Regions from separate parts of the Mus musculus genome. Here regions 1, 2, 3, 4, 6 and 7 are each linked to region 5. Evidence: chromatin contacts called from public Hi-C and promoter capture Hi-C data. All regions are on one chromosome and are shown on one strand. The core of a region is the stretch at or near the end of the contact, and the rest is flanking DNA. Distances in the headings are between cores, read along the strand shown.

Region 1 (3,420 bases), core at 725-3,224, 1.2 Mb after region 5:
CTTCCTCCTCCTCCTCCTCTTCCTCCTCCCTCCATTGCCATTTTATGCAAGTGACCTCACATTGATTTTCAAGACTCTCCTAGACCATGCTCAGAGCAATTCTCTTTCAGTTACTGTAAGACCCCCTAAGCTGGGCCTCTACTCAAGTCCCGGGATGAGCTGGCCAGCACCCCAGTGTCCCGAGAGAAAACCACACCTGATGCAAACTGCAAGAGGTTTTATTATCAGCTAGCTGAGGACAAAGTCCCTCTGCTGGGCAGGGCAGGGGAGTTCAACCCTGGGCGGTGACAGTAGGGGGCTTTTAACAGCTAGCTGAGGAGTTGGGAGGAGTTGGGAAGAGTTCTTCTCTTCTGAGTGTCCTTGGTGAAATTTACAAGGCAGGAATGGGGAGTGAGTTCTTTCTGAATTTTTATCTGTGTCCTGGGCACAGGAAGGCAGGCATCTCTGGTTGTAAAGTATAGAAACAAAAAGGCTTTTTGCTGGCTATAGAGAACAAAGAGCTTCTTTCTGGCTGTATTTTTAGAGATCATGGAAAACAAGCTTGTCCAGGGGCTTTACCTTCCTGGGAGAAACACTTTAAGTTGGGATCACTGTGCTTGTGTGACTCTGTGATTCTGATACATTCTGAGGTCCTGGGGGTTAGAACTTTGAAGTATAGATTTTGGAGACACCGTTTGGTATACAACCTAAGTAATTTAAGTTCTGTAAATATTAGGGGCTTATTTGGAGCCTGGTATGCCTATGATCTCAGTGTTTGGGTGGTACAAGCAGGAAGGTTATGAGTCTGTTGTTATCCTCAGCTAGAAGGAGAGAGTTGGGAGGCAGCCAACACAGGTGCGCTGTGGAGGGTGCCTGGCTTCTGACTGACCAGTTAGCCTCTGCTCTAAGGATCAGTATCAAGAGTAGCAGCCATCCAAAGTTAGGACGTCCTGGACACATACATATGTTTGGACAAGTAGTCTTTGTGCAATGCACAAGCAGTCTTTGGGCAATGTTGTTTCTGACTTTTGTGATGGCTCTGAGCATGGTCTAGGAGAGTCTTTAAAGTCAATGTGAGGTCACTTGCATAAAATGGCAATGGAGGGAGGAGGAAGAGGAGGGGGAGGAGGAGAAGGAGGAGGAGGAGGACGAGGAGGAGGATGAGGAGGAGGAGAAAGAAATATGAACTCTGGGTAGTTTTGGAGAAGGAGGCAATCAAGCATGGATGCTCAGAGCAATTCTCTTTCAGTTACTACACCTGCACGTCTGAGGACTTTCAAAGAATCTCTGGTTAAGTAACCAGATTCTTGTTTTGTTTTGTTTTTCTACTCTCTTTTTGCCTTTAAACAAAACATCGATCCCTAAATTATAAGATTCACTAGAGACTTCATTAACCTAAGAAAATTCCAAGATGGCAATACAGTGAATGTTGGAGCCTTTGCCAGAAGCTGGGTTTGAGCTGGTCGTGGTGGTGCACACCTTTAATCCTAGCACTGGATCCTGCCTGGAGGCAGAGACAGGCGGATTTCTGAGTTCGAGGCCAGCCTGGTCTACAAAGTGAGTTCCAGGACAGCCAGGGCTACACAGAGAAACCCTATCTCGAAAAAAAAAAAAAAAAAAAAAAAAAAAAAAAAACTCCAAAAAACAAACAAAAAAACACAAACAAAACCCCAGAAGCTGGGTTCTTCTGGGTTCTGTTGCAGGCCCAGGCTCCCAGCCTAGCCCTGGGACATGTAGAGAAGACTTCTTTCAACTAAGAGACACCTTGAGGTAAGGCAGATGAAATCTTGGAATTCCCAGACCTGGGGACGACGCTGGGGGTGAGATTTCAAGATATTTTTTCCCCAGAAGGAAAACATCAGCTTGTCCTTCTACATCACAACTACAGCGCGTTTACCTCCCCCAGCCCAGAAATGAGCCCGGCAAGCCTTTGTGTTCCAGCTGGCAGTGGGTGCTTTTGTGTGGCCCTGCAGGAAGTAGTGGTTGCCAGGCACCGTCCTCCTGGCTTTTGTTTTGCCAATCCCTGAGCGAGTTGGAGGGAATTCCGCTGCTGTAAAGGGAGAGAGAATGGCTGCGAGTGCTCAAACTCGAGCCGCAGTGGGAACCGGGATGGACTTAGGGAGAACATTGCAGGAGGGAGGAAGGAGGGAGGGGTGGGGCGTTTGTGACTGTCATTACTGGAGAGGTAACAGTTAATCCTCTTGTACACTTGGGTCAGAGGGGAGCATGACAAATCCTCAGAAGATTCGATTTTGCCTTGTAGAAATTAGAGATGCTCCCAGCTGCCTCTGTCACTCAGGGGCTGCAGACAAAAAAAAAAAAAAAAAAAAAAATGGAGACTGGATTTCCTCCTCCATCAGTGCCAGTACCTACACAAATACCCCTGCCCTCACTCTCCTCTGCAAAGGTCAGAAAATCGCTGAAGGAAGATACCAGACTCAGATAGTATACAAAGACAAAGAGCGTTTATTCTTAAGAAACAACCGGGGTGGGGGTGGGTTCAACCATTCTCCAAAATGACACCCCTACCCCCCACCAAGGCCTACAGGCCTTCATATAGGGAACCAGGGAACTCTCTAGAAGGATTAGGTCATCTCTAATGGGATTGATAGGGGCCAAAGCGGTGACAGTAGTATTGAGTAACTTTGATTGGCTAATATGTTCTTATATATTTAGAGAGTACGTTAGGTAATCTAAAACTTCATTGTTGGGTGCTAGGGGTTGGCTTCTGATTGGCTTGTGCCAGGTGGTCAGTGGTCTGCATTCCTATGCCATAAACGGTTAACTACAGGATGAGATAGGGCTGCACAGCCGCACAGATGGCCCATCCTGAGGTAAAATATTTCCCCATTCCTGCGGTTATCCCCAGGCTGCTCTCTGGGACAGGGTTTTATGACCTTGTTTCTGGATTTTATGGATTTTATGGTCTGTTCCTAGAGCTGGTATCTTATGGCCTTCTTTTCAGAATGAGGCCTGGTCCTTAAATGGAGACAAATGGGGTTTATGCTGCCTGCCCTTCTACCTCCAAATTCGTTGTTTTATTCTTTGATAAGTTATTTTCCCTTTGACAAAATGAGCCAATTCGAGCCAATAGGTTTATTGAGAAGCAGCTGGGAATGTTGGGGGTGGGTTGGATTACTGGTCTAGAAAAGTCTCCATGGGGTGGGGGGGAGAAAGAAAGGAAGAACTTATAGGGAGAAGAAAGGAGGGAAAAAGGAGAAGGGGAGGGGAGGGGAGGGGAGGGGAGGGGAGGGGAGGGAAGGGAAGGGAAGGGAAGGGATCAAAATGTCTGGATTATATAGGGAAGAGCTTTTGGTGGAGGTGAAGCCCATACCCTGGGCTGGAAAGTTCAGGGTAGACTCCAGCCATGCCCTGTAATAGGTAGAGACCAGGGGCTGATGGAATAGCCTGATAGCCAACTCTGCTTTGGTATGTAAAATA
Region 2 (3,017 bases), core at 310-2,809, 1.1 Mb before region 5:
CACATGTTCACATGTTCGGAGACCAGTGTGTGAGGCCCTGTGTTCACCCCCCACACCCCAGCACTGTTTAAAGAGAAAAGAACGAAGATGGCTTTATAATCCTAGAACTCAGGACACAGAGAGACAGTCTTATAGCTAAACAGTTCTGGGAACACAAACTAGGATGCTGGCTTCAGACAGGAAGGGCAGGTGGCTGAGCTAGATCAGGAAGACGGCCAGCGTGTGGAGCTTGGTCACGCTTGCCTTATATATTTCAGGTTCACGTCAAAGCATGACCTGTTGAAAATAGAAAGTTTAAAACATGAACATATTGCCTTTAGGATCCATAACTGGGTGGCAAATTTTATACTAGCTCACAGGCACAGAAAGCCCAGCGGCTCACTTCTCTGTCTACAGTGCATCATGAGAAATACTACTCTAGTGGGGACTCTATCACAGTGTCTTTATGAGGACATATTTATAAATACTGGGCCATTTTTTGAATAGTGACATTTTTCTTTTACGAGAAAAGTTTAGCATATCTGTTTCCATTCAAAGCCAATTTATACAAAGAGGATAAAAACTACCTTACATAATATAACATAGAAGGAAATTTTTAAAACATTTCCCACTGCAATCTTATTACCTTGAACTTTTAACACAGGTTCTCCAGTAAGTACATTTACATAAAATGACAGCAGTCTTATTTTTCCCTTTCCTAAACGATCTTAAGAAAAAGATCAAAGAAGATGTAAAAAGTAAAAAGGAAGGCGTCAAACGTCATTAAGTGGATGTTCAACATGAAATGTCTCACCTGAGAAAGTCCACTCCAAAACTGCCGGAAGGCCGCCAAGCAGCTAATTAGTTTTGTTTTTTCATCCTCGGGGGTATCCATAAACATTCTGAAAAAACAAAAATCACATTATCTGCTGCTAGTTTTAAACAGGTACACATCCTGCAAGGTAGATTTTTTTTAACTCCTCAAAACCAACTTAAGTGGAATCTAACAAAGATAAATCTACAAACAACAATTAAAAAAACACACACACACACACAAAGATCTGCCTGCCACATACTCACCCTGGGAAGGCCTCTTCTATAATTTCTGTTTTCTGCAAACAAACAAAAACTAGTAAACGATCTGACTACTAAAAGGGGGCGGGGTGGGAGATGTCCCCGAGAGAAATATTCCCGGGCAATACAGATAGAGCACGACACTTTTATGGGGACCGCGGCGGGAACTAACAGCACTTTCTTAGATCTGGCAGCAGTCCGGGGATGGGGGGACCGCCACCCCGGTTCAGACGCCTATGTCAACATAGGGGCGGGAAAGGAGCTGGCCCAGGCCCGCAGCCTGGAGCCGCACGCAGCCTGCACTTCCCGGAGCCATGGCTCTGGCTTACGGACAGTGGCACTCACCACCACCTCCTCGAAAATGCTCTGCAGTTGCGTCTCCATCGGTACCATCGAGCCCCGGGCTCCCGGGGAACCCGGCGACAGACGGGTGAGAGCCAGGGTCGGGAAAGAATGGAGCGGAGGGGCGGAGCCACCAGCAGGAAGCCGCCGCTCTCTCTTGCTCTGTTACTTCCTTCGGTGCCAGGCGAATGAGCCCGCCCGGTGCTTACCCGTTACCAGCCCCTCTGAAATCTGTATCTCAGCCTGTTGGTTCCGCTCGTAGAGGTGACCCCGTAAGCTGACAGCGCTGCTTGATCCCGGGCAAGGCCACCCTCTCCTGGCTGGAGCCGGAACTGCGACCTGTTTGGAGTTTCATTTGCAGATCCGAATCACAAGGGCTGTGGCCAGAACCAAGTGGGTGACTGTCAAGAGCTGACCTCGTGAAGCAGTTGATACCACGTTATTCTTGCCCAATAGGACCCATGTCTTCACTATGGTACCCTCAGTTGCTAGCACAGTGATGGGCGTGTCGTCATCGTTTATTGAATGTTGAAAAAAAAAAAAAGAATAAACCCTTTATTGTTAATTCGCAAATAAGTGGCGGTACTAAGTACATCATTTTAAAACAATTTTCCCATCATCCTGGTAAATTTCTGAAAACTTTTTTTTTTATTGTCTTAGTATGAAGAAATTTTTGTCTATCCAAAGGCTATTCGTCAATGTTTTCTTCCAGAAACTTTGTTCTAGCTTTGGTATTTAAGTCCATATTTTTTTAATTGGTTTTCATGACTGGAGATAAGTTCTCACAGGACTTTTCCCTCTTTGGGGAGATGTAAATAAATGTTTATAAACCCTAAATAGAGGACATTGACAGATTAAAGAAAGGATCTTGCCGGGCGGTGATGGTGCACGCCTTTAATCCCAGCACTTGGGAGGCAGAGGCAGGTGGATTTCTGAGTTCAAGGCCAGCCTGGTCTACAAAGTGAGTTCCAGGACAGCCAAGGCTACACAGAGTAACCCTGCCTCAAAAAAAAAAAAATCTCATTCAAATCCAGCTTGGTAAAACAATGAGCTTATTATAGTTTCTTATAGAAGCACGTGACTCGGGTACCCTCATTACTAGGAACTCCTACCTCAAGCATAGATGACTTACAAAAAGGCATACCAGTGTAGTACCCTCCCAATAAAATATTTAAATTTAACACAATGTTGGAGAATTAGAGGGGCTTCTGGGGAATCGTGTAAGGACCATCTTGAGTTTCCATGGCGTCTTCATTTTATTTTATAGTTTTGAGACAGGGTATTTTGTATCCCAAGTTGACCATGAACTTACTATGTAGCAGAGTGACCTTGAATATTTGATCCTTCTATTTCTCATGGCGAGAGATGGGACGCCCCTGAGACTATCTGCCAGGAAGAAGTGTTGGGTTAGGTTTCAGATTGGACCTGGGGTTAGGGTTAGGTGTGCTAGGGTTTGGGTTAGGATTGAACTCAGGGCTTCCTGCTTGCTAGACAAACAGTTTACCAGTAAAGACACATTCCCACTCCCATCTCTCATGTGGGTTTCAGGCAACTGAAGCTGCTCTGCTCTAACAGTGAAGCAGGCACTGCTTCCTGAGAGCTTATGGGCAAGAAGCTGGTGA
Region 3 (3,468 bases), core at 119-2,618, 1.1 Mb after region 5:
CTCAGGCATGTGAAGATAAGGCCTTTCCAACTTCAATCTGACTACTCTTGCCTGCTCTTAACAGAATTTAAAGTCAGCCCGAAAGGCTTTGGGGAAAGAGAGAGGTCAAAGATGGCCCCAGGTGTCCATCCTCCATTAGATGAGGGAAGGAAAATCAGGCTAAGGCCCTAAGCCTGGAGCAAGGCATTTCTGGGGTGGGACCACTTCACTTCCGCGTGAGGCTTAGTGGATTCCGTTCCCAAATCATAAACATCCTTGGGTAGACCCATTCCCAGGTGGAAGGCTGTGAGTAACTTCTGTGTCGCTGAGCATTGGCGACTATTTGTAACATTCCACTTGGGAATGGAATGTATGATTGAAGCATGTGGCGCTGATGAGAAAGTATTAAGCAGAGGAAGAAGAGGGTCATTTGTATTGGGTTTGTCATACCACAATTAGTATATAGTCCCTTGAAAAAGAGATGAATAGAAAGAGGCACCAAGAAACAAACAAACAAGCGGACAAACAAAAAGGTGGAGGATTGTAAATCCACCGAGACAAGCATCTCGGTGAAGCACAGATAACACCATAAAAACTACTAAAGTTCTCTTTGGTAAGTTAAAGTATTCAACGAATCTCATTTTGAAAGGCAAGTTTCCAAGAAAGCAGGGACAAACAGGGGTGCAGTTTAGGGGCACGGAATAACTCATAATGTCCACTTGTTCCACACCGTTTGTTTGCGACAATAAGCAAAAAAGGTGTGTGCTCACAACTGAGGCTCTGATCCACCTTTCCAAGAGAGAGGAATGTGTACATTGCGTTACGTAAAGCAAATTGATGTAGCCCATCGTTGCAGTAGCTCCTGTTTCAATACATAAAGTCCCAAGGAGACTTCGGTCCCCGCATGTAGGGCTCTGGGTCACTCCGCGTCGCACTGAACCCTGCATTCCCGTTTCCACACATACGACACGCTCCCGGGCTGCGCGCGCACACGCACTCCCACGCACACGCACAGTCCGAAGGGGCTCGTGGGGACGACTGTCCCCTCTAGCGGTCACCCGAGCCAGCCCGGCCGTCTCACGTTACCTCCCGCGCAGGCAGGATGCCCTCCGCCGCTGGCTCCACAGCTGCCTTCGGTCTCCGCCTCTCTCCCCTTCTGGTTCAGCAGATTGGGGCCCTCTGTGTTTTCAACAGGTACCATGGTCACGGTAGTACTTACAGCTTCTCGCTCGCCACCGGACCACCCAGACCTACCGCGCTGACAGCAGTGGTCACTGTCCCCATGGGCAGCATGCTAAAGAAGAGTGGGAGGGGTTTGAGTGGGGGGGCGACCTTCGGGCAAAGCCAGTGTGATTTGTAACCAACTTTGTTTCTATTTCCGAAGGCTTTGCCCTTTTCGGTGACACAGGCTGTTGCTATTCCAAGCAGCCTATCACAGGCAAGGGGAGGGCCGTGTCTCCAGGATTGTTTTGCCTTTAGATGCGAGTTGGAAGCAAGAGGTTAAAAAGACTTGGGACTCAAAGGCAGTGTTTGGCCACCGGCTAGGGCTAGCTCTTGTGTTCCCGCAATTTGAAAAGCAGCTTAGAAAAAGAAGCATGCAGATTTAAATGCAAGTCTGCAAGCCAAGAGTAGGGAACAAATACTCACAGATGGTATCAGTTAATCTCGCCGAAGAGGAACATTTTATGTAAAGACATACCAGAAGGAAAAGTATTAATATTTCTTTTGTGGGCAAGCCTATTGCCCTAAAAGCCACAACACTCACCAGCTTAAACAAAGCGTAAAAGTTGTTTGTTTCAACGGGATTTGGGTCTAGGTAAATGCCTAGCATAGCTTTCTCTCTAGGCCCGTGGTACGGATCAAGGCCTGCTCCCAACTCCAGTCGCATGGATTCTTTAGACACTTTCTAGCCTGAGTTTATAGCAAGATAGTCCTTTTAAAAATGCACAGTTGACCTGAAAGCGAGGCAAACAGAGGATCTTCTGTCAGGTTGCTCGCTGGCTTGGCTGGCGGGAGGACACTCGGTATTCAGAGATGACTGGAGCTGTTGTAACATGAAACAAATCAGGGCACCAGAGGGAGGGGTGTTTTACTGGTCTATGAATGTGTACTTACATAAACAATCAGACAGACTGACATATTTTACCATCCGTTCTGTCCTTAGCAAATCATATCCACTGAGAAAACTGTGACATCACCTTAGAAACCACTGGGGTAAAAACTTAAACGTATGAAGTACTTTATAAGACAGAAATCAATGCTGGTTGTGTGACCTCGAGCGATTCTTTTCCCAAATAAAGCGCGTTAGAGAAAATGGGAGCTAAAGTAGCTTGCCTAAGCTTTGTAGAGCAGGCTGTGGCTCAGTGGTAGAGCCTACTACACACAAGGTCCTGGATTCAGAGTGCCAGAGCTGCACCAAACAAACAAATACACCCAGTGCTCTCGAACTCTTCAGAGCTGGTCAGGGGTGGACGGTAATTCTCCGGAGTTCTAACATTCCAGCCCTGTCCAACACTCTTTAGTTCTCCTCAACCTTAAGAGATGCCAGGAAACACAGATTCTCATACTAGCCATTCCTCTGTGAGGGAAAGCAGGTCTGCACTTGTCTAAGCAGTGACCTGTGTTTACTTATTTTGCACACACTTTGCGTCATCACTAGGTTTTTCATTAGCATCATTTGAACACCTCTTCCCTAGGCATTGCTGTATTATGCTTTAGGAAAGACATGGAAACAGATTCAACTATAATTTATTTAGTATGCAACGAGCATTGGCTACACACCTGATGTTTGTGCCGGTCATTCTAGGAAGAATCCCCCACAGACCCCACTCATGTCTCATTACTCGTAGAAGCTTAGAGAAGATCAATGTATCAAGACGAAAGAACTCATAATGCAAAATGGCTGAAGAAACTGCTTTTGCTTGTCCCCATGTGCATTACAGGGTTTGCAGGGCTTATTTGTGAATATAAAAACACATATTTATCGTTTCATCACATTCCCATGCCAGGAACCTGTAATGAACTTAGTGTGGGGTGGAACAAAAGTTCTTGCTGTGGGGTGACTTGTACAAATGCTTTGTTTTATGACAGCTACCACACCCCTGCTTCCTGTTAGCAGGAAGTATTGGATTGTTTGCTGGGGCAATTGTATAGGCACAGGACAAACCCACTTCTAGAACACTTTATTAAGATTGTAAGTGGTTCAGCAACCCTTGTTCAGCTATCTGTAACTATTCAAAGACTCTGTAGGTATAAATCAGAAGTCAAGAAGAATAAGGAACCAACCTGACTGACTGCATCGCCTCCTGGCATCTGAATCTGTTTCTTGTCTCATTGTTTGCCTGACTAAGGCCACCTGGCAATCTCAAGCTCTGGTCTACACTCACTTTGTTCTCTTACATCAGAGTTGACTCCACTGTGCAACACCAGGGTGTGCTGTGTATTTTCAGCTCTCAGAAAGAGTTCCTTTGCCTTTGTCCCACCTTTCTG
Region 4 (3,183 bases), core at 375-2,874, 1.6 Mb after region 5:
GGAATTGAAGCCGCACGCGTGCACTCTTGCTTCACGCCCCAAGTTTACTTTCCTTATTTAAAGCCTTGCAGTTCAAATGCACACCCTGGGCAGGAGCAGCACGGGGCTCCGCGGCGCATTCGTCCTGTGGACGTGGGCGTTATCTGTGCGGGCGCATCTGCCTTTGCGCACACGAGCGGGTCGCGGTCCCCAGGCCTCCCCTCGCTGAGCTGGTGGGGACCCTTTGGCAAGGCTTCCGGAGAAGCTCGTGAAGGATTTCATTCAGTGCTAAGACAGAGAGCTGAGACAGAAAGCAGAAGGAGGCGGCTGCAGCCTTTGTAGTCGCGGAGGAGTGCAGAAAGGTTGAAGCACTATGTCAAACTTTTTTGAAATGGGGTCAAGTCACATTTAGCCAGCGTGGTAAAGCAACAACAACAACAACAAAAGTGGAGGAGGAGAGGGGGCTAGGGACCGCCGCTCCGGTCTGGGTGTGCGTGTGCTGCCCCCTCCGGGAGCCTGGGCTGGACAGGGGCGCCAAGGCCATTGCTCCCGCTACCTATGTGGCCCTCGACCCCCGGGAGAGGCCTGGAGGGTCCTTTATGCAGCTTTTTAGGAAAGCTTTCAAAGGAGCCTGGGGTGTCCCTGCCTTGTCCAGGTGGTGCTATGCTCGCACCCAGTGGGGGTCGCGCCATGTGTTCTTTAATTCCAGGCGGAAGAGCGAGCGGGGGAGGAGGGGTGCGGGGCAGGTAAACGCATGGGGACCTTTCCGGATACGCGGCTGTAGTGGAACAAGGTCCAGACCAGACTAAGGCCGCGGTGGGACGGGAAGGCTCACTCGGTCTTCCCTAAACAACAGAACGGGGATGGGACGCCCGACCGCGCCTGGGACCTAGCCTCCAGCCTTTGGAGAACAGAGCGACTGTCTTGGCTACCAACATTCAGCCGCCAAGGATACCGGGCGGGGGTTCTGAAGTCGCGATACAAGGGAGACCTAACCCTTCTCACACCCGGGAGACCTACGTTTACTGCCCCCACCCCCACCGTCGTAAGGGCGGTTGCTTTTGCACGGGTTGAAAACTTAAGGACCAGTCCCGGTTAGCTAGCAAAGTCCCGAAGTTACTTTTCAGGACAGGACAAGCAAAAGTGTGACGGACCTGCCTTTCCCATACCCTTGCGATCTTTGTGTGTGTGTGTGTGTGTGTGTGTGTGTGCACGCGCGCGCGCGGGAAAGGGAGCAGGACACTTCTCCCCTTCCAGGGCCCCTTGCTCTCCCACCTCTAGTAGCCCCAGCCCTCCCCTACCAGATGGTCTGTCCTCCCTGAGTTTCCACAAGGGAGGTCCTCGGCGATTCGGAGGCAGAATTTCGTCTCCCGCTAAGCTTGCCATACCCCAAAGACCGTTTGTGAGAGCGAGTCTCTTTCAAATGTCTCCCTGTAGAAAAACTGAAAGTAGAAAGGAAGCAATCTCCGAGCAGATGTCTGACCACCCCTACTCGCATACTCGCAGCATTGGGTTACAGGGTCCTAGGAGCCCCAACCCCGCTCTGCGACCCCACATGGGTGAACCCCCGGTGCTTTCACGCCAGTTCCGAACTCCCCCAGGTCGCCCCGTACTCCGCGCGACGAGTCAGGGAGGGCAGCTGAGAACAACGATATAGGTATAAATATTGAGCCGTGACACTGATGCGCCCGGCGCCCCCCTCCCCCGCACTCCGGGCACACTCTGGGCTGCTCCGCACGCCCCCTCTTGTCCCGCTGCGTCCCGCTCGGCGCTCATCCCCAAGGGGCCCCAGCAACCTCTTCCTTTCAAAGACAGCACGAGCCGTGCTGGGGAAGAAAAGTAACTTGGTTTTTCTCCGAGAAACCTGGCCGGATTAGGCAGCCAGGGCGAGTAGAGGGGAGAATGAGGGGAGCTGGTGGAACCCGATGGAAGTCTCCCGGGCAGTCTGATCACACTTTCTCCTTGTCCTCCGGTCTCCTCCTCCTAGGTGCAGAGATTGTGGGCAGACTACGTAATCGCTGCGGAGGGGGAAGAGGAGGGATCTCCGGCGGCGGCGGCAGGGCGCGGAGACTCAGCTGGGCGGAGTTTCGCGGCTGCGCCCGGCTTGCGCCCGCGGGCGAGAAGGTCGGTCCGTCTAGCCCGGGGGCCCCCGAGGCGTGTAAGTCAGAGAGTACGCACCCCGGTTCCTCTGTGCCGCACCGACAGCCTGCAGCCAGCAAGGAGAAGGACAGCCTGGGTGGCGCCGATCAGAGTACGAGTGCTTGGCAGAGATCGGCGAAGGCCCCCGACCTGAAGAATGGCGGCCGCTTCCTGATTCCGAAGCGCCAGCGAGTACAGACCAGTGAGGAGGACTTGCGGCTCTCCACCGTCCGTGAGGTGGCGGTGCTGAGGCACCTGGAGACCTTAGAGCAACCCTACGTGGTCAGGTGAGCCTGGAGCCCTGGCTATGGGGTCCGGGAATGTGCTGGGCAAGGGGCGGCTGGTTGCCCAACTAAAGTTAAGAGTTGAGTTTCCTCAGATAAAACCGGTGACCCTGCTAGACAGGCAGAAAAAGAGACCTGCGGTGGCTCCCCTCCCCCTCCCACACCGCTCTGCGTGCCCCAAGGGGTCTGGGGGCTTTGGGTGTCTTTTAGGGACAAAACCAGACAACCCCAAGCCCTCTAGGACTCAGTCTACAGAATCTTCCTGGGCTGGGTGTTAGTTTTGTTTTTTGGTTTTTTTTTTTTTTCTGTTTGTTTGTCTTTTGGTTTTTTGGGGTTTTTTTTTTTTTTTTTGGTTTTTTGTTTGTTTGTTTGTTTGTTGTTGTTTTTCGAGACAGGGTTTCTCTGTGTATCCCTGGCTGTCCTGGAACTTACTCTGTAGACCAGGCTGGCCTAGAATTCAGAAATCCGCCTGCCTCTGCCTACCAAGTGCTGGGATTAAAGGCGTGCGCCACCACGCCCGGCTCCAATATAGTTAGACTTATAAGTACATTTTTACTTTTTTTTACTACATTTTAATTTTAATTACTACATAAATAAGTAAAAAGCCAATGTAAATAAAGGCCCCCATTGTGCCTATGCTTTAGTTGGGTGGCAAGGGTACATGGGGTGCAACAGCAAAAGATAATGAGACGAGGGAGAATGAGTCTTCTAGAAAGTCAGGTTTTACTAAAAGTGGATTACCATCTGTGTGTCTGTCTGTCTGTCTGTCTGTGTCTTGCAC
Region 5 (3,100 bases), core at 180-2,679:
TTTTTTTGCTTTAGACATTGTCTTCCTGGTAGCCTGGAACTCACAGCTATCCACCTGCCTCTGCTTCTCAGGTGCTGGGATGAAAGTCTTGCAACTTATGTATGGTTTGACACATTAACTTTTAATAGCCTTATACTAAGGAAACTACTTAAACTCTACTTAACCACATTCTTTTCCGACTGTGTAATGTTTCAAAATCACTTCCAAAACAGCCAAAAGGCACGTGTGCCTTCCTGCTCTCTCTTCCTGTCTGAATATTCTTCCTGCACTTACCTGGCTGGAACTCTAGTTAAAACCTCTTTTAAATGCTGCCATAAACTCCAAATCCCCTGCGTTCCCACATCATCTCCACTCCCCAGCACCGTGGCATTCTGGTATGTTACTCTTTGGCTAAAATACTAGCTTTATCTTTTAAAATGCAGACTTTTAAGTGTCCGCCGTCTCTCATCTTTAAAACAGCACCATAGACACTGGCAGAAATACGCCCACAGAAACTAACCACCTATTAAATACTTTTTTGAATTGCAGGGGTAAGGAAGCAAGCATGAGGCTTTAGGGGTGAAACCCAAACGTTTATTGGAAAAGCTAAAACTTCCATCAACTTTCTTATATCCTCATGAAATTCATGAGCCCGACAATGATCACTGTATCCACCAGGTTGGCCATCAGAAGCTCTGGTTGGCTTCGGGGATATCTTCTGAGAGAGATGTCTTGTGTATTTGCTTTGGAAGTAGAAGAGCGAGTGATTCCTTCGAAATTAAAATGCATTTGTCGGCGTAGGCGGGAACTGGCTTTAAGATTCTGGAGTTCCACTCCTGGTAGCCGAATCCTCGGTGGAATTTAGTGACAGATCCACAGTGAGAGTTTAACATGTACCTCAGGGATCCAGTGTCTGCGAAGCTGCGACTCGGGAAAAAAACTAGGGTCATTACCTAAATGTTCATTCAGAACCGGTTGCATTCAGACCGGGATCTGACCTGGCCGCAAGGTCTGCTTAAACACGTTGCAAAGCAGTGGGGTTTGTGATCATACACAAATCACAGCCACTCAGAGAGGCTAAAAACCAAAGGACCAAAATGTGGACACACTCAGCCTAATCGGCCAGTATTGGCAACAGGAAACTTCACGATAAGACGTGGAAAAACTGCTTAAAACAAAGTAATTCAGCAGCGAAGAAAACGGCAGTAGTTTGGCTCCTCTCGTGTTCCGTAGGAGCGGATCGTGGGACCTCTGTGGTCCACGCCCCCTGGGCAAAGGCTGCCCGCTGCGATGCCTGCTAGAAATCCAGCCGCGTTCTTACCACGGACGCTCCTAAAGGCGGAAGTGGAAACTCCTAAGGCACGGCACCACCGGAGCCACCTCTTTAGTGGGAGGAGTTGCACATGCGCACAGAAGTCGAGCGGAGCGCTTAAATACCGTCATGCGGCCACCGCCGGCCTTTTCCCCTGCCGCCGCCGACTTGCGCGGAGGCGGAAGCTCGGGGTGAGTGTGATCCCAGCTCGTGCGCCGGCGATAGCGTGTCTACTGCGCCTTGGCTTCAAAAGTGAAGTACTTGGGTCTTAACGGGCGATTTACTGATGTTTTGTCTTTCAGTGCGTTCAAGATTCGGCGTCACCCGTGATTCACCGCCATGGCCGAGGAAGGGTGAGCGAGTGGGGCGTGGGCCTCCCGCGGGCGGCGCTGGTCTGGGCTTTTCTCCATGCTAGTTCCCCATCCCTAGCCTGCCGAGGGTCCTAACGTCTCTGTCTGCATTCCAGCATAGCTGCTGGAGGTGTAATGGACGTCAACACTGCTCTACAAGAGGTGCTGAAGACCGCCCTCATCCACGATGGCCTAGCACGTGGCATACGCGAAGCTGCCAAAGCCTTAGACAAGTACGTGTCTCAGTCTCAATACTGTGGGGTGTTGCAGCCGGAACAAAGACTGCAGCAGCCAAGGGAAGAGAGCGTGAAGTTCATGCTGTTAGCACAAAAGTTCTGAATGTCATCCGGCCAGCAGGAAACCTAGGAAAAGGTATCAACTCTAGCCCACTTAGGATGTGTGGGTTGCTGTGTGGATCGGGGATGACGAGCAGTAGTTTTGTAAAGCTACAGTGTTTGCATGATGACTTGAATTGTCGGATACCCCTTCACCCCGTTCATGGGTGAGAAACAGCTAGTCTGACAAACCTGTAGCTCGTGGGGATAGATAGTCCGGTAGTTTTGCTAGAAGATGGAAAAGGGGGGGGCATCATTATTTAGTTTGCAAATACTTAAACGACAATATTGTGGTGTCGGGGAAATCTAGCTATATCCGGGAGACTTGAGAACATGCATGGTTTATTAGGCTTATGCACGTGTATTCTACTGTTTGAGGTAAAGTCAGGTGATTTTGGATGCTGTTGTGAATATTTACAGTGCTTCCTGCACAGGACTGCTTTGGATCAGCTTTCAAGTTGGAAATACCCTGAAAGTGGTCATAGTTTCCTTTGGCCATAAATAGGTTTCCTATTATAATGTGTGGTATTGGTATCTAAGTTTGTACAGGGAAAGTGAATGGCTAGTCTGCAGTTTGGTACAGTAAATCCTGTGTGGTCAGGTTTACTAGCACAGTGAAGACCCTTGAAGGTTTCACCTTTGAGTTTTGCATTTTAGGCGCCAAGCCCATCTGTGTGTGCTCGCATCCAACTGTGATGAGCCCATGTATGTCAAGCTGGTGGAGGCACTTTGTGCTGAGCACCAAATCAACCTGATAAAGGTAAGCCTTAGTGATAATGGTGTTGAGCCACAGGCACCAGCACTAACTTGCATGGTAGTTTTGATGATTTTCACGTGGGCTGTACATGATGAAAACAGTCTCCCTCTTCTGAATCTCGCTGAGGAAACTGCACGTCACCCTCCTGAAACAGCCACCCTGGGAATGTTGAGGGTCAGCTTTTACTAGTTTCAATCCTTGTTAGTAATTGCTTTTGTCTTTGATAGGTTGATGACAACAAGAAACTAGGGGAATGGGTAGGCCTCTGTAAAATCGATCGAGAGGGCAAACCACGGAAGGTGGTTGGTTGCAGTTGCGTAGTGGTTAAGGTAAGTCTTGCTTTTCTCTTTAAAATGTTGATGGCCCT
Region 6 (3,150 bases), core at 129-2,628, 1.8 Mb after region 5:
ACCCATACCTGGGGAGCTATGAACATACAAACTGCTCCCTTCCTCTTTCCCTCCCTTCCCTTCTCTTTCTTCCTTCCGTCCCTTCCTCCCTCGCCACCCCCATTCTCTTTCGAGCCACGGAATCTCTTTCTATAGTCCAGACTCCACTCTGCTGCCTCCCAAGTGTGAGGATGTGGAGCATATTTGGCCACACCTGAGCCAATTGTCCCCTTTTCCACCTCAGTGGCTTAGCCTCTGGGAACACGTTGGCAGGGACATGCCCCACTCCTGTAGATAAGCAATACCTTGGCACATGTGGTACTTGGCATCAGAACACTTAGCAAATATTTGCTGTTTGTCTATTGATCTCTTGTTCCTTCTTGACTGCCCTGTTCCCTTCCTGCACAACTGTGCTGATCCAACCTCTCATTTGTTTGATAGCACTTGGGATACCTCTGGAATCTTTCAGTTCTAGATAAATTCATATCTGTGTGGAGTGATTGACTACACCCCAATAAATCATACTTCCAACTAAAGAAAAAGAAAACAAAATAACCAAAGAAATAGAGACCTTCAAGTCAGGCAAATTCTAGAACTTGACAGAGGCAGAAGGATCAGGAGTTCAAGGCCATCTGTAACTGCATGACATGTTTAAGGCCAGCTTGAACTATGTGAGATCTCATCTTTCAAAAAGCAAAAGAGGCCAGGATTAGAGGAGCAGGCCTTTAATTCCAGCACTCAGAGACATGTATCTCTGAGTTTGAGGCTAGCTTGGTCTATTCCAGAACGGCCAGGCCTACATAGACTTTATCTCAAAATCAAATAAAAAATATATATAAAGAAAACCTCAAAAACAAAATTAAAAACCCAAGCAAAAGACACATTCTAATTCACAACTGGGTCCTCTGGGAACCCAGTGAGATCATAGACCTTTGCGATCATAGCCTCTGAGGACAGTGGAAACATTTTTGTTCAAGCAATGGTTTGTAACTGATGTTGCCATTGAGAATGTGGGGGAAGGAGGGAGCCCTCCGCCTAAAGCTGGCAGCACCTTTCCCTGGAGAACAGTCTGACATTCTTCTTGTTGTTTGGGTTTGGTAGGGAATTTAATACACAGCTGATGCCCAGTACAACTGCATCGTGCAATCTGTGGCCACTGGGAGCTGGCAGTCTTCCTCTCATTGAATGTCGTTCCTTCAGTGCACTCCACAAGACATGCTGGATAAGGGAAGGGGGGGGGGGGGCTAAGTGGAGACCTTCAATGAGTCAGAAGAGGGGAAAGGTCACAGCTTCCCCTTGGGGGAACTATATACAAATGGGGGGGAGGGCGGTGGACCAGATGAAAAGCTGCACGTGACAGCAGGATCCACTGGGCATCCCTTGAGCGTTCATGCGCAAGGTCCAGAGGATGGGGCTTGAGAGGATTGCCTGACGGTGTTAATTCCTAGCTGGACAGACCTTGGAGTGCTCTGTAGGACAGACTCACAACCTGGTGGCCCTTGAGTTGCTAGCTCCACTGATTTAAGCAGGTACTGGGTTCCTTTCTCCTGAGCCTGTTCTGGGATAGTTTTTTGGGAACTCGGGCACTTATGAATGTGCCATGCCCTCTTTGGTGACACCCTACGCTATGGTCCAGACCCTCCCTTGAGAGCAATGACCTATATCATGTCTCTAGCAGTCAGAGCAGAGCTCAGCCCCAAGTACTCATATTTGTTAAAAGAATTACCTGTCACTTGTTAAGCCAAATGTAAGGACAAGCTGTCCATAGGACCTCACTAGACAGTCAACACAGGGAACATTATTGATATACAATGCTATTTTATTGCATTGTTTGGATGGATTCATGACTGGCCGCACAGAGACTTGGGGAAAATGCAGACTATGTTCTCAGTGCTGGAAATCCAGCCCAGACCTTCACATGCTAGGGAGTCCTCCACCAGAAGTTACGAGCCAGCCTCAGTAAACTACGACCCGACCCTCCCTGAACAAAGAAACCAAAAAACTGGGCAAACTGAGCTGATCTTAATTCTTCCATCCAGGCTGTCCCCAATTCATAATCCTCCTGCATCAGCCCTGCTTAAGTGATGGAGATGGGATGGAAATTGTGTGCTACTATACTGAGCTTACCAAAAGTATGTTCACATTGATCCATTATTTTCCCCCCTCCTAAATCCAGTTTATCAATATATACAAAGTTAACACATGACACAATTTATGCAAATAGTTTTCAAGATTTTATTGCAAACCAAAATTGGTTTATCGCACACAAAAAAAGTTGTGTGGTAAGGAGGAGGAATTGTACATATTATAACCCATGTTAATTACAGTACATTAAAATGATGGTTTACAAATAAGCCTGTAAGTTTAAATATCTAGTGTTATAACCCAATGTACAGACTTCCTTTACACGATACATACAATAATCAGGAATGCAAAAGAATATGAACAAAGGGAAAAAAAACATAAATAATGCCCGTTTTATAGGTGACATTTTAAACAATGAAAACACCAACGGCTTTGACTGACAACTGGGGCATTGGTCCATAAAAACCCTTTCTAAAAATAGAAATATTTGTAGCAGCAATGCTTTCCTTAAGCATCTGAATGCTCGTCATTGCAAGACCGTTTCAATAGGTTTTAGTTATTAACTATATCTTACAAAACAGTCTACACATAAATTTATCTTCCAAATGTGGAAGAAACAAACAATGTCCCACATTGTAGTGTCCTGCAAGTGTCACATTGATGCTCACAACAAAACCGTCTGTGATCAGGCATAGCACACTCACGCCACTGCACACACGGGAAATCCGCCAAGGGAAAAACAAAACAAAACAAAAACAAACAAACACAAACTGAACACTCTGCGATAGGAAAAAGCTTTGGAGCTAACACGATCTCAGAAAAGGCACATTGCAGAATATTCTTGATCACAGCTCAGACAGACCTGCGGGGATTCCTCTTAGACCTGCATCTTCCTTCTAACTGAGACCAAGGTGTCTGTCTCAGGCGGCACTCTCACGCTCGCTCGCCTGGAGCTAGCACCACGTTGGAAGGAAGAGAAGAAAAGAAGACCTCACAAGCTCATTGAGAGGAGGGTGTGCTCTTCGGAAAGCTCCCATCAAGCAGCGCGCGCTGCGTCGCGCCACGCCGGGCAGGCGAGACTGCCAA
Region 7 (3,122 bases), core at 228-2,727, 1.1 Mb before region 5:
TAAATTCCTAGCTAGCTTCAAATATATAGGAAAATTCTATCTTACATAAATCAATTTTTTAAAAAAATCTATAACCGTATATCAGAAAAACATAGTAAGATGAAAAATATATTTGAAAAGGAGGTATCAAAATGGTCCTGAGGGACTTTGGCTTCTTGATTTATTCATTCAATAAATGCAATACATTTATTCAATCAATAAGTCAATGTTTATTTTGTACTGAACGATTCTATGTACTGATGGTAGAGGGAACAGAATCTTTCTTGAGGTATTAAAATTCTGGGTGCTTTTTGTCCTCACAAGGTTAAAGAAATTTACTTCTGACATGTGGGTTTTCTTTTTAAAATTATAATCATGTAACTTTGTAACTGGGAGAATACTTGGTTGTGTTTCTTCTAAATTAATACTTTTAAAAATATTTCTTTAGTGTTGGGGGTGGCTTTACACAGGGACCGGACCACATCACCCACGTGGAGGTCAGAGATCAACTTGGAGGAGTTGACTCTTTCCTTGCACCAAATGGGTTCTTCGGGTCAAACTCGGGTCATCGGGCTTGGTGTTACCGGCTGGCCTCTCTCATCTGCCCTAGATCTCAGGGGGCCCTGCTGACACTCTGCTGGTGTGTAGATTAGAATCGCGGCAGCTCGGCGGGTGCAGAATGCCCATTGCTCCGTTTCGATTCTTCTGCAACCTGTATGTGACTAGCAACCTCACCAAGCTGCAGTCTCTTCCTGGGCAAAACAGCATAAGAATGATTCTCAGTCTGAAGTTAGTTTAAAGAGGAAACAGGAAGCGAAAGAACATTAACTAGAATAGCACTTGGCACACGACAAAGACAACTCATATTAGCTAGTTTGCTTTCCCTATCTTGGGATATCATGATTCCAAAAATGAGATTTTCCTGGAGACTGTATTTCAAAAATAGAACTGCTTTGGGTTGTCAGGGAAATAAATGATGCCTTCCTGTAAATAATAATAATAATAACAACAACAACAATATAAAACAAAAACCAGCCCCATGCTTTCCTAGACAGTGTAACCTGGTGACACATGAAATGTGTCTCACTTTCCCCAGAACTTGAAGCCTTGACTCAGGATGCTCAACAGGAGGGAAGTAAGAGACACCCCCCCCACCCCCTCACCCCCCCCCCCCACTTGCTGTTTTAGCCTCACCTTGCAAGTCCCCAGTGGACTTAAATCCTGGAAAAGGTGAGCACCCTGCCCTGAGGTGCCCAGGCCGGAAGCCTAGCACTTCACATGAGGTTATGAAATCACACATAATTGTCAATTGTCTGAGGAGAGATTAATGTCATCCAGCTGGCTTTTTCAAAAGGGTGTGAACTGGACGGATGAATAATGCTCAGAGGGAAGAATGGTAGTTCCTCTGATGGGGAGGTTCTGTTGACTCTGTCATTCTTCCATTCGGTGGGCGGAGCCAGTTGTTGGATAAACAGATCCAACCTGATTATAAGGGGGGAAAAAGATGTGCCCTCTGTCTTTTAGGGTTACGGCCGGTGGAGAGGAGCTGGACAGCCCGAGCACATGCAGCAGCAGCAGCCGCTGGAACCCAGAGAGAGCATGAGCTCCAAGCCAAAGTCCTTAGAGATTATCGGAGCGCCTTTCTCAAAAGGACAGGTGAGTTTGGCTTTGAATGACTGGAATTTATTGGGAAGTGTTACATTTTAACACTTGCCAGGCATCGTGGTCTAGCTGCAAGCTGGAAATGTTACATTCTTAACACTTAACAGGCGTTGCCTTGGGGCTACAAGCTTCCCAGCACCATCTGGGCTCCAGGTGCTAGAGCTCAAGTCTCTTCACCACTGTGTGGCATAGTATGCTTGCCGACTTTTGGATCCTGCCAAAGTCCATTTCAAGACAAAGAGTCACTACAAAGCTTGAAGAAAAACCCTCTGGATGTAGATCACCTGTGTCTGGGCTGCAGTTTCTCTCATAGTTACGGTGGCTCTTGGTGCTTTTGATGTTTTCTGAGTATGGAGTGAGAGATTGTAAGAAAACACATTAGTCTGGTTACGTAATTCATGCTTAGAAAAATGTAATGGGTGGTGGTAGGTAGCCTTTAGGCTTGTTTTAATTTGGATAACTTAAATAATAGAGCTTTTGCAAGTTTGCGAAGAATTCATGGTATTTTGAGCTTAATGATTTTGAGTATTAGTTGGGGGGGGGAGATGGGGGGGGAGGTGGGGGGTTTACATCTCTCTTTAAGGAGAACAAATAAAACAATACATCAGGTCTGCACGACTAATGGATCCATAAATCTCTGCCTAGCCCGCCTAAGTGACTCACGCATGTCAGCACTGCCTAAATGCGCTCCTCATTCCCCGTCTGCGTGGATACGCTCAGGCTGCTAATTAGAATGAGATAGCAGGATGCCTTAGGCTCCAACTCTCTGTGTTTAAAAAGGACGGGGGGAATCCAAGCCAAGCAAGGTGGTGTGTGACTCCTGGGTCCTTTTGTTTTACGTGGGGTCTTTCTCTTGGCTTTTAGACTCAGGCAGCCTTTAGCCTTTTAAACTGTGGAACCTAAAGATATAATCTGCCCCCCGCCCCCCCCCACACACACACCCTCTTCACTATACAAATTGTGGAAGGTTGGAGACCCAGACTGTATTTGGTATCAGTAATAGCATTTCACCTTCTATGGAAAAATCTCCACAGAGCTCTCCCAGAACACTAGAATATGGGGGTATTTTGTTGATTCATGATGCCTTTAAAACCACAATATGGCCGGGCGTGGTGGCGCACGCCTTTAATCCTAGCACTCGGGAGGCAGAGGCAGGTGGATCTCTGAGTTCGAGGCCAGCCTGGTCTACAAAGTGAGTTCCAGGATACCCAGGGCTATACAGAGAAACCCTGTCTCGAAAAACCAAAACAAACAAACAAACAAAAAATCACAATATGGGTCTGGATAAGTGGCTCAGTGGTTAAGAGCACTTGCTCCTCTTTGAGAAGACAAGGGTTCAGTTCCCATCCCCCACACCAGACGGCTCACAGTTGCCCATAGCTCAAGTTCCAGAGAACTCAGCACCATGTTCTGCCTCCATGAGCCACCCCCACATGCACACACACATAATGAAGCAAACATTTAAAAAAAAATCCATAATA

The links. Promoter capture Hi-C pulls out the DNA fragments that hold promoters and counts their contacts. Hi-C and Micro-C count contacts between places; a contact is called where the count stands out from the background.
Region 1: a contact with region 5 is called in a promoter capture Hi-C map of hippocampal neurons, with 6 times the contacts expected there. The contact joins the enhancer-like site here to the promoter of Rps12 in region 5. A contact is called at or near these places in 2 of 39 promoter capture datasets (frontonasal cranial neural crest and hippocampal neurons), 11 of 115 datasets of contacts at active chromatin or transcription factors (acute myeloid leukemia, astrocytes, embryonic forebrain and 3 more) and 1 of 9 other capture datasets (embryonic stem cells).
Region 2: a Hi-C map of B cells shows a contact between it and region 5, with 8 read pairs. The contact joins the promoter of Med23 here to the promoter of Rps12 in region 5. A contact is called at or near these places in 1 of 39 promoter capture datasets (pre-B cells), 2 of 484 Hi-C or Micro-C datasets (B cells and CD4 T cells), 1 of 115 datasets of contacts at active chromatin or transcription factors (thymic regulatory T cells) and 1 of 9 other capture datasets (adipose tissue).
Region 3: a contact with region 5 is called in a promoter capture Hi-C map of embryonic stem cells, with 26 times the contacts expected there. The contact joins the promoter of Slc2a12 here to the promoter of Rps12 in region 5. A contact is called at or near these places in 10 of 39 promoter capture datasets (the 3T3-L1 cell line, cranial neural crest, embryonic stem cells and 6 more), 1 of 484 Hi-C or Micro-C datasets (muscle stem cells), 4 of 115 datasets of contacts at active chromatin or transcription factors (astrocytes, embryonic forebrain, embryonic stem cells and 1 more) and 1 of 9 other capture datasets (adipose tissue).
Region 4: a promoter capture Hi-C map of embryonic stem cells shows a contact between it and region 5, with 12 times the contacts expected there. The contact joins the promoter of E030030I06Rik here to the promoter of Rps12 in region 5. A contact is called at or near these places in 2 of 39 promoter capture datasets (embryonic stem cells and hippocampal neurons) and 1 of 115 datasets of contacts at active chromatin or transcription factors (astrocytes).
Region 6: a contact with region 5 is called in a promoter capture Hi-C map of liver, with 4 times the contacts expected there. The contact joins the enhancer-like site here to the promoter of Rps12 in region 5. A contact is called at or near these places in 3 of 39 promoter capture datasets (hippocampal neurons, liver and pre-B cells) and 2 of 115 datasets of contacts at active chromatin or transcription factors (astrocytes and embryonic stem cells).
Region 7: a promoter capture Hi-C map of liver shows a contact between it and region 5, with 2.2 times the contacts expected there. The contact joins the promoter of Arg1 here to the promoter of Rps12 in region 5. A contact is called at or near these places in 1 of 39 promoter capture datasets (liver) and 1 of 115 datasets of contacts at active chromatin or transcription factors (microglia).

The regions. Positions count from the first base shown.
Region 1 is chr10:22,607,820-22,611,239 of GRCm38.p6, reverse strand. The region is part of intron 1 of Gm40612 (a long non-coding RNA gene); the gene reads left to right. It overlaps Gm46216 (a long non-coding RNA gene), which reads right to left. Exons shown (of 4, transcript XR_003948850.1): 4 at 1,808-2,281. Among named protein-coding and RNA genes, the nearest start is that of Gm40612, 3.9 kb to the left of the region's middle. Within about 2 kb of position 1,974, at least 82 of the 459 cell types and tissues checked have an H3K27ac peak or open chromatin away from gene starts, as enhancers often do. A contact at or near this core is called in embryonic forebrain, embryonic stem cells, hippocampal neurons and 1 more, where this site is marked.
Region 2 is chr10:24,868,528-24,871,544 of GRCm38.p6, reverse strand. It overlaps Med23 (mediator complex subunit 23), which reads right to left and starts at 1,559. Exons shown (of 30, transcript NM_001166416.1): 1 at 1,399-1,559; 2 at 1,060-1,091; 3 at 794-881. The coding sequence starts at 1,446.
Region 3 is chr10:22,642,911-22,646,378 of GRCm38.p6, reverse strand. It overlaps Slc2a12 (solute carrier family 2 (facilitated glucose transporter), member 12), which reads right to left and starts at 1,368. Exons shown (of 5, transcript NM_178934.4): 1 at 1,066-1,368. The coding sequence starts at 1,180.
Region 4 is chr10:22,147,711-22,150,893 of GRCm38.p6, reverse strand. It overlaps E030030I06Rik (RIKEN cDNA E030030I06 gene), which reads left to right and starts at 1,624. Exons shown (of 2, transcript NM_001254745.1): 1 at 1,624-2,405. The coding sequence starts at 1,882.
Region 5 is chr10:23,785,538-23,788,637 of GRCm38.p6, reverse strand. It overlaps Rps12 (ribosomal protein S12), which reads left to right and starts at 1,429. Exons shown (of 6, transcript NM_011295.6): 1 at 1,429-1,482; 2 at 1,594-1,644; 3 at 1,758-1,874; 4 at 2,634-2,736; 5 at 2,961-3,062. The coding sequence starts at 1,631. It overlaps LOC115487513 (a small nucleolar RNA gene), which reads left to right and starts at 2,095; the gene lies at 2,095-2,168. Snord100 (small nucleolar RNA, C/D box 100) reads left to right here and starts at 2,817; the gene lies at 2,817-2,884.
Region 6 is chr10:21,998,944-22,002,093 of GRCm38.p6, reverse strand. It overlaps Sgk1 (serum/glucocorticoid regulated kinase 1), which reads right to left. Exons shown (of 14, transcript NM_001161845.2): 14 at 2,191-3,150. Among named protein-coding and RNA genes, the nearest start is that of Gm34267, 58 kb to the left of the region's middle. Within about 2 kb of position 1,378, at least 39 of the 459 cell types and tissues checked have an H3K27ac peak or open chromatin away from gene starts, as enhancers often do. A contact at or near this core is called in embryonic stem cells and liver, where this site is marked.
Region 7 is chr10:24,925,825-24,928,946 of GRCm38.p6, reverse strand. It overlaps Arg1 (arginase, liver), which reads left to right and starts at 1,477. Exons shown (of 8, transcript NM_007482.3): 1 at 1,477-1,635. The coding sequence starts at 1,579. It overlaps Gm40616 (a long non-coding RNA gene), which reads right to left. Exons shown (of 4, transcript XR_001779741.2): 3 at 1,174-1,985.